Regions from separate parts of the Mus musculus genome. Here region 2 is linked to region 1. Evidence: chromatin contacts called from public HiChIP or PLAC-seq data. All regions are on one chromosome and are shown on one strand. The core of a region is the stretch at or near the end of the contact, and the rest is flanking DNA. Distances in the headings are between cores, read along the strand shown.

What was found. HiChIP or PLAC-seq counts read pairs in DNA pulled down with a chosen protein or histone mark.
Region 2: a BATF HiChIP or PLAC-seq map of CD8 T cells shows a contact between it and region 1, with 8 read pairs. The contact joins two enhancer-like sites. A contact is called at or near these places in 1 of 484 Hi-C or Micro-C datasets (bone marrow-derived macrophages), 6 of 115 datasets of contacts at active chromatin or transcription factors (the 230-238 cell line, CD8 T cells, the NIH/3T3 cell line and 2 more) and 1 of 9 other capture datasets (embryonic stem cells).

What each region holds. Positions count from the first base shown.
Region 1 is chr6:31,491,384-31,497,418 of GRCm38.p6, forward strand. It overlaps Mkln1 (muskelin 1, intracellular mediator containing kelch motifs), which reads left to right. Exons shown (of 18, transcript NM_013791.2): 15 at 1,262-1,401; 16 at 5,286-5,388. Among named protein-coding and RNA genes, the nearest start is that of Podxl, 70 kb to the right of the region's middle. Within about 2 kb of position 4,563, at least 10 of the 459 cell types and tissues checked have an H3K27ac peak or open chromatin away from gene starts, as enhancers often do. A contact at or near this core is called in CD8 T cells, where this site is marked.
Region 2 is chr6:31,125,313-31,131,477 of GRCm38.p6, forward strand. All of the region lies in intron 3 of Lncpint (long non-protein coding RNA, Trp53 induced transcript), which reads right to left. Among named protein-coding and RNA genes, the nearest start is that of Mir29b-1, 65 kb to the left of the region's middle. Within about 2 kb of position 1,344, at least 247 of the 459 cell types and tissues checked have an H3K27ac peak or open chromatin away from gene starts, as enhancers often do. A contact at or near this core is called in CD8 T cells, where this site is marked.

The sequences.
Region 1 (6,035 bases), core at 3,313-5,812:
AGCTGAGAGTTCTGTCTTCATATGAAGGCCTATTGGAGAAGACTGGGTTCTAGGCAGCTAGAATGAAGGTCTTTAAGGCCACACCCACAGGGACACACCTACTCCAACAAGGCCACACCTCCTAATAGTGCCACTCCCTGGGCCAAGCAAATTTCAACCTTTACAATAGCCAAGTATAAAATACAGTTTTTGTATTTTGAAAAGGAGCAGACATTAGCTTTTCCAGTTATATAAGAGATCATTTCATCTATCTATTTCTGGTATAAGTAACCTCTATCTTCCAGCATTATAAAAGTGATTTTTGTATCATTAAGTGTTCAGAGTAGTTTCTGTAACTATTTTTCACTCAAATTTGATGTGTAATTTAGTGACTGGGCTCAGATATCTTGAAATTTACTTTTGTGTTTCAACTATAGATGAATTTTTAATATCTGTGCAATATAACTTAAAACCAGATAAACAATAACATGAGAAGGAATACAAGTTCTTACTCTAGAGTTTTCCAGCTTAAGAGGTTAATGAGGAATTTTCATTTAATGGGCTAGAAATAATATTTATTTTGTAATATCTCGCACATGCTAAGCTAAGACATACAAATGTTTTCATTTTTAGGGAAATGTTTTAATATTTAATGTAAGCTTAGAATAACATTAAAATTACTCTGTAAAATCTCTATTAGAATTCTTTTACATATCTTGTTTAATACTAATCGAACAATGGAATAATATTCTGAAAGTTTTAAGTATCATCCACTAGTTGGCATTCAAGTTAAAGCAAAGTAAGATCGTAAAGTTTTCTGTTCTTTTGATCTTCAATGATTTTTTTTAAGTATTGTGTCAGAATTATTTTAAATATACTATTTTTTAGGTCAATCAACACTTAATTAACTGGATAGCCCTTTTATTTGTAGTTCTCTAAGAACTATGTTGGATTAGCTTATTCCTACATTGGTTTTGTTATTATCTTCTATTATGGTTGTAATTATGATAGTATGATTTTAATACAAACATAGGTTAGGAAAATACTTTATAGTAAAATGAAAATGGGAAAAAAAATCATGGGAAACCTTTGGTAAGAATGTATCAGTTTAAAAGATTATCAAATGAATAAGGCAAAGAGAGTTAACTATTATGTACTCCTAGTAAAAGAAATTTCATTATGGCCTTTGTATAGTCTTTTGGGTGTGTATGTGTTCTTTAAATTCCAGTTTGCTGTCTGTGAGTGGTTGTTTTTGTTTTGTTTTGTTTTTGTTTTTTTATAGGTTCATTATTTATTTGGTGGAAATCCAGGAAAATCTTGCTCTCCAAAGATGAGACTAGATGACTTCTGGTCACTGAAGTTGTGTAGACCTTCAAAAGACTACTTACTGAGGCATTGCAAGTACCTCATAAGAAAACACAGGTATAAATATAATTTACTAATCTGGGCGTGGTAGCTTACACCTTTAATACTAGCACTCAGGCAGAGGCAGACGGAGCTCAAGGCCTGCATGATCTACATAGTAAGTTCCAGGATAGCCAAAGCTACATGTGAGACCCTGTCTGAAAAGAATTTCTTTATAATTAAAAGTCTTTAATTAGCATTGCTAGCTACTCTTGGTTTGACCTAGCTGTGGGATAGAGGTAGTCAAGTGCTATAAATGCACTGGGTTTACAAATGCTTTCTTCTTTCAAAGGAAGATACAAAGTAAGGATACATACAGGGGTTAATTTTTTTAAAAGCAAGTGAAATTTTGGAAGTGCTAATAGAAAAAAATCACATCAATTGCAGAATAATTATGAAATTGTGTGACTGGTTAGACATGATTTATTCCAATCTAGCAAGTCACTAAAAATGTAGTGGAAATGTACTTGTTTGGGTTACTAGCAGTCGTAAGTGCTAGTAAAAGCTTGTAGATTAGGTTATCATTTACTTACTACTATATGTTAGTGTCTGAATCTTAGTCTCGTAATTAGATAATAGAGTGAAAAACTGCCATTGTCATTATTTTGTCAAAGTAGAAAACTGAGGGAATTTTTAAATGGCTTATATAACTCATAAGGTCACTCAGCTGAACTGGTAAACAAACAACAAGTTTGTTTTCTGTAGAATCTAAAGAGAGGAGGTGTGGCTTTTACAGGCAGTATGACAAGGAATGGACTATTAATAAGGTTTAACCATTGAGGTCTTTGAGCTAGCTGAAACAACTGGTAGGGGAAAGTTAGTTAGCTTTTCAAAGACTTCTGATGAAGCCCAGAGAAGTGATTCAAGCCTTTAATCTCAGCACTTAGCAAGCAAAGTCAGGAGGAGCTATCTGAGTTCAAGACTAGCAAAAAGAATAAATAAATATTTTTTAAAATTTTATTTATTTATTTATTTATTTATTTATTTATTTATTTATTTAATGAGTACACTGTAGCTATCTTCAGACACACCAGAAGAGGGCATCAGATCCTATTACAGACAGTTATGAGCCACTATGTCGTTGCTGGGAATTGAACTCAGAATCTCTGGAAGAGTAGTCAGTGCTTTTAATTATTGAGCCATCTCTCCAGCCCGTAAGTAAACTTTTAAAAGACAAAAATAAATATGCATTCAAGGTCCTTTTTCAATATTGGATGTTAGCTCTCAGCTCAAATGCCGAAAGTAACCATAAGAAAGGGCTGAGGCAGCGTGTTCTGTGTTTTTATGCCACTACTATTACTCCAAGTAAAGAACATAGAGAAATGGTGGGCCTTTAAACACTAAATTCTGTTTCAAGGGCTTTTGTGGGCTAAGCTCTGAGATGAGTTAACCATTCAGCTTGACTGACTCCAGAGATTCTCCCTGTCTCCACCTCCCAGCAAGTGTGCACTGCCTTTCCAGGCATTTGACGTGGATTCTGGAGATCTGAACTCAGGACCCCATGCTTGCTCAGCAAGTACTTTATCCACTGAGCTAACTCCCCTGCCTTTCCTTTAGATTGCCTGCAAATAGTATTTGATATTTGGTTATAGCTTGTACATTTTTATTATGTATAGACTTTATTTAACTGAAAATTAGGAGTCTTATTCTCTTGAGTCACTGAGTGAGTGAAATACTATAAACAGTGTTAATATGCTAACAAGTGCCAATCATATAATGCTGTATGGCATTCTATTTTATATGCAATTGACTAGTCTCCTTTTATTAAAACCTTTGGATTACATCAGCTCACTAGATGTCTTAGGTAATTCTGTAATATTATAATAAATTATATTCCAAAAGGTGATATAAATGATGGGTTATCAAAGTATTCTCCAGAAAGTTACTTTTTATTTCTTCTAGAAATATATAATAGGTCATTTGTTTAACACAATCATGCCAGCCTAAATTATTTTAATTGTTATCATTTATTTTTCTTCTTTAAAGATATTCTGGATCAGGGATATAGCTCAGTGATAGAATACTTTTCCTAGCCTTAGTTTTGCTTCTTAGCATTGCAAAATAGCAACTATAACACCCCTCACTCCCCACCCCTGAGACTGGGTTTCTCTGTGTGGCCCTTACTGGCTTGGGACTCACTCTGTAGACCAGGCTGGCCTTGAGCTCACAGACATCTGCCTGCCTCTGTTGCCCAAGTGCTAGGATAAAAGGTGTGCACCGCCACTATTCAAATAGAACACTTTTGATGGGCAGGTAGGTCATAGTTTATAAGAAGAAATGAGTAGTCAAGTCATAAAGAGAATGAAAATGGATTAATTATTTACTCACTTTACATCCCAATCATAGCCCCTCCCCTCTCTCCTCCCTTTCACACCCTCACACCCACCAGCTTTTTTTAATGGCATGCTATTTCTTTTTTTTTCTCTTTTCTCTTTTAAATGATTTTACTTATTCTTATTTTACATTCATTGGTGCTTTGCCTGCATGCATGTCTATATGGTTGCTGGGAATTGAACTCAGATCCTCTGGAAGAGCAGCCAGTGCTTTTAACTGCTGAGTCATTGTTCCAGTCCTGGATCCTCTAAACTTTTAAATGTGTGGTAGAAGACTACCAAACCTTAAGAGTATCAGATCAATTCATAAAGTAACTGAAATTGAAAGAAAAGTTTATGACCAGCCATTTGCTCCTGTGGGGGAAAGAACCACTGACTCATCTCAGAATTTAACCACTAAAGTCTTGACTGAATGTAGAGGAAAGGCCCACCATTCCTGCACTCTTAGATAATAGTGGATATATTATATAATAGTGGATATAAGTAACACAGCACGTGCCAGCTCAGTCCTCTCTGATGGTTGCTTTTGTCATTTGTTCCAGTAGTGTCTACTGTTAGGAAAGGACCTTGAATGCATACTTACTGTGTCTTCTTCCCGTCCTCCCTCCCCTCTTTTCTCTTTCTTCCCTTCTTCCCTTCCCTCCCCCTCCTCCTCCCCTTCCCCCTCCCCTTCTTTCAGTATTAACATCATGTTTAGCAGTTGAGAATAATTATTGACTAAATGCAGTACTAGACTACAGAAACCAATTTTGGAAACGCTCTTTACTGATTATGAGAACCTCGAGTAGAAACAACAACAGAGCCCACAAGCAAGAGGGAAGATTGTACTTTCAGGAAACCGAGTTCTCTACTGACCTTAGTAGAATGGAAAGTGAAATGTGGGTTTATTTCACATTGCAGGGGACTGGGGTATGCATAGGATACCTCAGTTAAAGTAGCTATTTTAGCAGGTATAAAGGCCCTCCTTCTCGTGTGATGCTGGAGCAGCTCCAGCGACTTTATTGTTTGCCTCATTGTCCCCTACTGTTCAGCTGGCTGTTCTGAATTTGTTTTCTCTAGGGCCTCAGAGCCTAGATACATAGCTAGTCTGTGAGTCTAAGGAAGCAAGTTTAGTTTATAACAACTTGGTTTTGATGTGACACATTGGGGTCTTTTAAAGTTATTATGTGAGTGTATGCACACTTACATGTGTGTGCACACTGTGGTATATGTGTGGAGATCAGAGGACAACTTAGGGAAATCAGTTCTGAGGAGTGAACTCCCCTCAGTAACTGAGGTGGTGAAGACTCTGCCTACTGAGGCATCTTGCCAGCCTTCACACATTTCATAGGGAACGGTAAGGAGCTCTGCCTGCCACAGACATCCTGACAGCACAGTTGTGTCTATGCCACAGGGCATTTCTGCTGCCTCTCTGCAGAGCTGACATCTGTACGCTCTTACTCTGGATGCTCAAAAACAGTTTTTTAGATATCCAGAAGAGATCATCTCTAAGCAGTATACCTTTCTTCAAACCTTAAGGCCATTTCTTATAACTGAAAGTAATTGCTTCCCTTGTTTTGTGTTTTCTAGGTTTGAAGAAAAGGCCCAAATGGATCCCCTTAGTGCTCTGAAGTATTTACAAAATGATCTTTATATAACTGTGGATCATTCGGACCCAGAAGAGACAAAAGAGGTAAAGAAAGATGGATAAATGTTTTTCTTGTGTAAGTGCTTAAAGGAAATGAAGAACTATGATGCACTGCCCTTAAGGATGCTCAGTTGGATAAAATAAAAGTGAACAGCTGTAGTGCTAAACTGCTGCACTCCAGCATTGGGAAGGTTGGTGCAGGAGGATCGATCACTAATTAAAGGCTAGCCGAAATGACAAGGTATCTCATTACACCATCTATCTGAGGGGAAAGAAAGAAATTGAACAGGCACATTTGATTCATTCAAAATTAATTTTTAGGTATAAAATTTCAAATTACGGGCTGGTGAGATGGCTCAGTGGGTAAGAGTACCCAACTGCTCTTCCGAAGGTCCAGAGTTCAAATCCCAGCAACCACATGGTGGCTCACAACCATCCGTAATGAGATCTGACGCCCTCTTCTGGTGTGTCTGAAGACAGCTACAGTGTACTTACAATAATGAATAAATAAATCTTTTTTAAAAAATTAAAATTACGTTAGTTCTGTATTTATGGAGGAATTTTTAAAGTCTAGTTTTTATAAATCACCAAGGGTTATATATAATCGTGAAATACACACTTTTCTGTTGATGTTCAAGATCTTTCAAGATCTTTCAACTTCCCTTGTTTGTATGGAGAATCAGGTTTAACTT
Region 2 (6,165 bases), core at 94-2,593, 370 kb before region 1:
CGTTTTCTTGTATGGGGCTTGCACCTTAAAGTTCCCTCAAAGAACAGCCAGAGCGCCCTCACGCATTTCCACTAGGGGGAAGACCTGCTTCCTGAGAACCTCGGCAAAGAGCTACGGGATCGCACTGAGAACCAGGGCACCAAAGACCAAGCACCCATACACCTAAGAAGCAGATGGCCGGAATACAAAATGGCTGTGAAGAACTTACTTTAGACCTTCGTCACTACATCTATATTCAATGCCATTTCCTCTTTCTGAACTGGGAACTATCAGGCGCTCCAGACAGAATTCGGGAGTGGAAAGCTTTCTCTCTCTGCGCCATTTATTTAGGGAGCACAAAGTGATTCCAACTTGAAAAAAATTTTAAGATTCAAATCTGGCTATTTAATGAGACCAGGGAGTTTTCAGAGCTGTATAGCTCCTGCTTCCTCAAAACAAGAATTAGAGCATTCTTTCGCATGTGGCCAGCACAGGAAGGGGGAGCCATTTACTGTAAATGCCTCTCTGATGCAACCAACCACCTCGTTCAAAGAGAGAATTCATCCAAGAAGATTTAGTCACTTCTTCTAGAAAAATGCCACCACACTGAATGTACACAGACCAAAGCCCACGCCCAGAGACAGGGATGAGCTGCTTGGCCGACAGAAAACAGACCAACAGACGGGGAAGAGAGATCTTGACTTCACCAGAAAAGATTCAGCAGTGTTCTTTCCGAGGTTGGCCTCTGAGACGGGCAAGCCGGACAGACATGTTACCATCAGTTCCTAAACTCATTACAGGGATCGTTCCCCTCTGCCTAGCTGTGAAAGCACCTCCTAAAAACTTCCTAAAAACTGGTTTAGAACCAGGAACTAGGCGTAATTAGTAACTTAGTAACTGTGGCTACTTAGTTTACAAAAACCTTTCAAATGCACAAGGAAAAGAGGAATCCTGTAATTTAAAATGTGAAACTGAAAGTACAACTTGATGAAGGTGGGTTACACATGAAGAGGGTGAGACAGAAGGAAACGCTGAATAGCAGTTGGGTTAAAAAAAAAAAAAGAAAACTCAAAGAAAAGCAGCTCTGAGCTTCTTTCCCTAACACCCCCAATCCACACAGAGGAAACTAGGGGAGGATCCCTCCCATTTCTGCTTACCCAGGGCACCCCGAGTTCTTCTTAGGGCAAGATGTGCGCACTTGCTTTTCTGGAGGAGGCAGGGAAGAGTCATGGCTGTGTTCTGATGAAGCCGGGGATCCCCTTGATGAATGAAACCACAAGGGGGTAATCTATGTTGGCTCAGCAAGCCATTGGCTACCGGGTGCTGAGGCGTGTGGAAGTCTCATTTGCCAACCTTCTGGTAAGCCTCTCACAGCCCATCTCAGGAGAGCCGCAGGATGCATTACACCCGGGCAGAGTCAAAACTAGACAGGGTTCGTTGTTTCCCTGCCACTCTCCCCAGCCCAGAGGAAACCACAGCCAACCACAAGGAGAGCTGGCTCCTCCGCCAGGCGAGAGAGAATTATGATGTCGACACCGGCAATTTACCAACGTATCCCACACCAATGCCAGAGCTTGCTCTCTGTATATGACTGCTGGTGAGTCTGAAGTAGGTACAGGCAGGCAGGTACCACACTCTCAGGCTAAGAGGCCGGGGCCATGGTTTGGGGATTCCATGGAGGTGGGAAAGTTATAAAAAAGGAAATGTTAACTTTTGTTGAAAAACTAACAAGAGCTGAAACAAAGGTGTAACCCAGCCTTCATAAACAAATGTTTCAATGTGTTCTTGAACAACCTGTGTTGATGCCTCTGTGGGGCCCAAGAGTGTGCCCCTCATCCAAGCATCCTGGGTCTTTATCCTGCACTTTACCATTTAGGGCCATTTGCCTGTCTAGAGAACTAACACTGCTGACCGCAGACACCATTGGGTGATTTCTCTCTGACTCTAGTCATCAGGACAACCCCACGTAGAGCATCTGTAACTTTTGTGAAAGGAGAGTCAGGTTGAGTTGCCTGTGCCTGCCCTCCCCCCAACCCCCACCTCCATGCTAGAGGGGTAAAATCCAAGCTGACAAATGCCGGAGGAAGAGCAGTCAGTGTTTGAGACTGAATCCAAACATTATGTCAGAGCAGTGGTTCCCAACCTTCCTAATGCTGCGGCCCTTTAATACTGTTCTTCATGTTGTGCTGACCCCCAACCATAAATTAGTTTTTGTTGCTACCTCATAACTGTAATTTTGCTGTTAGGAGTCATAATGTAAATATCTGTGTTTTCTGATGGTCTTGGGTGACCTATGTCAAAGGGGCTGCCACTCACAGGCTGCATTAGAAGATTGTGTGCCTGGGGAAACAAAAGACACGCTGCCAAAGGATGTGCACGAGGAAAAGGCGCGGGAACCGGACAGATGCGCTGCGCTATAGGCTTTAAATCAACAACTTTATATAATGAGTTCTACATGGACTCCCCAACTCAGCTACCTGACTCGGGCAACAGGCATCCAAGTGAATGTATGCCCTACACAAGTGGTGCTTGCTCTGAGTACCTAACTACTTCCAACACTCTGTGGACATAAAAATTCTGTAAATTGAGATTTAAAAAAAACCCACTCAGGACACATATCTGAAATGACACCATCTTCCTATATTTCTTTTAAAAATTTTTTTTAAACGTGTTATGTGCCTGCATGAGTTTATGTGCACCAGGGTCAGAGGCCAAAAGAGGACCTCGAACACCCTGGCAGTTCAAACCTGGATTCTCTGCTGGAGCAGTCAGCACTCAGTCATGAGCCATGCTCCAGCCCCACTCTGTATCTCTTTGCTCCATACTGATTTCCACAGGTCTGCAACCAAGCAGAAGCCTTGGGAGTTTCCAACTTCTCTCCTCCATCCTCACTAGATATTTCAGTCCAAATGGTGGGGAAGCCTCGTCTTTACAACATAGACTTAAGAATGTTATGAAATGTGAAGTATGGAAGCTTGTTCCTTCCATAACACAAGCTTTTATCTTAACCTTCTATATGTTTCCACAAATACTTTCTGAATCGAGAAGTCCAACTAAGAAAACCAAGTATTCGCAAATAAAATTTTGTTTCAGGATCATTATCTACTGGGACATCCCAACACCAACAGGAAGGAAGCTACCATTTAACTGTCCTCTCAGCTGATCTAGCTTTGTTTAATGTTACCAGTATTTTGCCTAATAGTAAAATTTAGCTGTGTATCAGAACAGAGATTCTCATATTCCATGTTAGCACTGAAACCTGTTTCATTCCCCAAATAACACTAGGTGACGGCTGATGCACACTCTAAATGGCAGCAGGACACCGGGTTGATGTGGTGTCCCAGGAGCCTCGGCATTTCCGGCTTACTCCTGTTGAAGCATCACATTTTGGAGATGGTACAAATACTATTGCTACTTCTTTAAACCCTATCAATGTATTCTGTGTATGCTGTCATTGTCTCAGACTGAGGCATACCCGAGCTGATTTCTTTTTTTTTTTTTTTTTTTTTTTAAAAGTCATGTCAGGCCAAATCTCACACAAATGTCTTACCTGCCCCAGTAAGTTTCAGAGTTCCACCACACCTGACAAGTGTGGAGCCGAACACAGAAATTACTATCTCTACTGGCAGAGCCCCTGGGCAACCATATCCTTAGGGGGTAAGTTTAAGGTCATTTTAGAAGCGTAAACCTTCGTCAAGACGTGTTTCAAAACGTATGAGAATACCATATTAATGACTAAGAGCTAATGTTACATTTCAACCCAGATATGTATATACTCACGTGTTATTTGCTGGTGTGTAAATCTGTGAAGCCCTGCCCTGTGTACTAGCTTTTCTGCCTAGAACAGGCCCCTTACATGAAAACAGCCCCCCCCCCCAGTTATTACTGCCAAGGGATGCAGACTGTCCTCATTTGCAAAGCACATCCCGACACTTATACAGTGAGGGAACCACCTGACATCTTTTCTTGTCTGTCTTTCTTTTTGTGGGCCATGCCCCTGTTGTGTGACACTGAACGTGTTGCAAGCCCCAAGCTCAGGCGCATGAATCTGAAAGGGAACTTAATCCTAGGGTAATCATTAACCAAGAGCTCTGAACACCACGTCAGGACAGAGGACAGAGATCGAAACGCCATTTCTAAGAGTCGGCTACTTCTAAGCTTCTGCCACCATGGAAACTCAGAAGTCCTTCCTTGCCTTCTGGATGCTGTTTTCTGGTCTTTAAAAAGATGTCTCACCTGGCAAAGCTGCTGTATCTAAAGTTTATGAGAAAAAATGCCCAAAGAGAGGGGAGATGGATGCTGAGGGACACCTAGGGCCACCAGCTTGGATCTGGGTCCCTCCAAGGGCTTCAATATCAACCACCCTCTAGAATAAACATACTACCTGTAAATAAAATCAGTAGGAAACTATATTCTTGTATCAGAAATATTCACAGGTATTACAATTATCCAGGACTTCCAAACTTACATTTAATCATCATTTTCAGCAACTGTATCTTTTCTGTTGATTCAGAATTTAGTGTTTTTCTTAAAACTAAGGAGGAAGCATTCTGGCACAGTTAATAGCATTAAAAAAAGTCTTCCCTTAATCGTGCAATACATTCTGAGACCCTCAGTAGATACCTGAAACCTCACCTAATGTAGAACCTACCACACATGGTACTTTCTCCTGTGCATATATGCTTGAGTTAAACTTTAACTCATAAATTAAGCTCAGGAAGAGATTAGCAACCGTTTTTAAGGTTGGTATTACATTGGCTCAGGACAAGAATTCATCTTTCCTCAGGAACATGACTGCCAGGTAACCTATTCCGAGTCTGACTTCACTCCTGGCGCATGCGTAATGCTGTGTGAATGGGTGTGAAGAGCAGGTGTGCATCCATGGAGCAATGCTGGCCACCACTGGAGCACAGCACGCTGAGAGAACCTCTCATGTGTCTGTATGCAAATGTAAGAAGACTTAACCGCCGAGGCTGGTGGGCACTGAGGTGAACACACAGTGTGTTTCTGCCTTGGTGTGACTGAGGACTGTACCAAGGTTTTTGGCTGCAACTAGTACTCCTAATTGAATTACAAGGAAGAAAGCACATGATCTTAGAAAAACACAAATAGAATTAAAATGCAGAGCGAATACGTGAGTCTATTTCACATGTATGGAATCAGAAAGACTATGGCTTGAAAGGTCATCAAGAAGAGAGGGGAGCAATGATCAAATCCTCCCATGTTAAGTAAGAAGGTGCTGGGAGTACAAGACTCTTGTGAAAGGCTGGCCAAAGGCAGGTGGTGTGTGAGTTGGCCATGTTTGACCAAATGTGTGCAAACCAAAAGTCTACAACCTTGGAAGGCTTTTGTGTGTTGGTCCTGCTAAGAAGCAGTTTGCCAGGGAAGTGGCTATTCAGTCTGGCTGGTGACTCAGGTGGTTAGAACACAGGGGCAGGGATCAGAATGGTGTCATGGTGTGTGGTCAGCCTGTGGTGTCTGAGCATGAACAGCTGTGAACTTTCCACAGGCTTGGGGCCTGCTAAAGGCGGCACAGGCCAGAGAGTAAGGCAGCCTAGCAGAGCAATGGGCTCTTTAGACCTCTGTTCTCCAATAAAAAAGACTCTTTAGGGGAGAGTTAAGGAGTACAATCGGAAAACCCTTACGATTAGCATAGCTAATTCTAATTTACTTATAAGAATGATTAATGGATCTCATGTTATCATTCTTATCCATCTTAACATTTCACATTTGCCCAGAGTGAATTGAACCAGAGCAGTGGTCCTCAACCCCTTCGGGGACCGAATGACCCTTTCAAAGGGTTGCCTAAGACCATCTGCATATTGGGCATTAATGATTTTTAACAGTGCCAAAATTACAGTTATGAAATAGCAACGAAAATAGTTTTATGGTTGGGGGGGTCACCACAAGCTGAGGAACTGTATTGAAGGATGGCAGGGTTAAAACGTAGAGAACCACTTAATTAATATTAAAAGGCCTTTTAAAAAATGATCATATGAACTTTGACTTTAAAAAATTATTAATATTTAAAAGAATGTGATTAGCTGACCAACATATAATGGACTCCTCAGTGTGTGTGAACGCATGTGTGCGTGAGCTTTTATATGGCTACAGTTTAGTGGGGTTTTTTGTTTGTCTAATTTTTTTCTTTTCCCCCCTGTTTTTTGAGTGTTTTGTTTTCTTGGT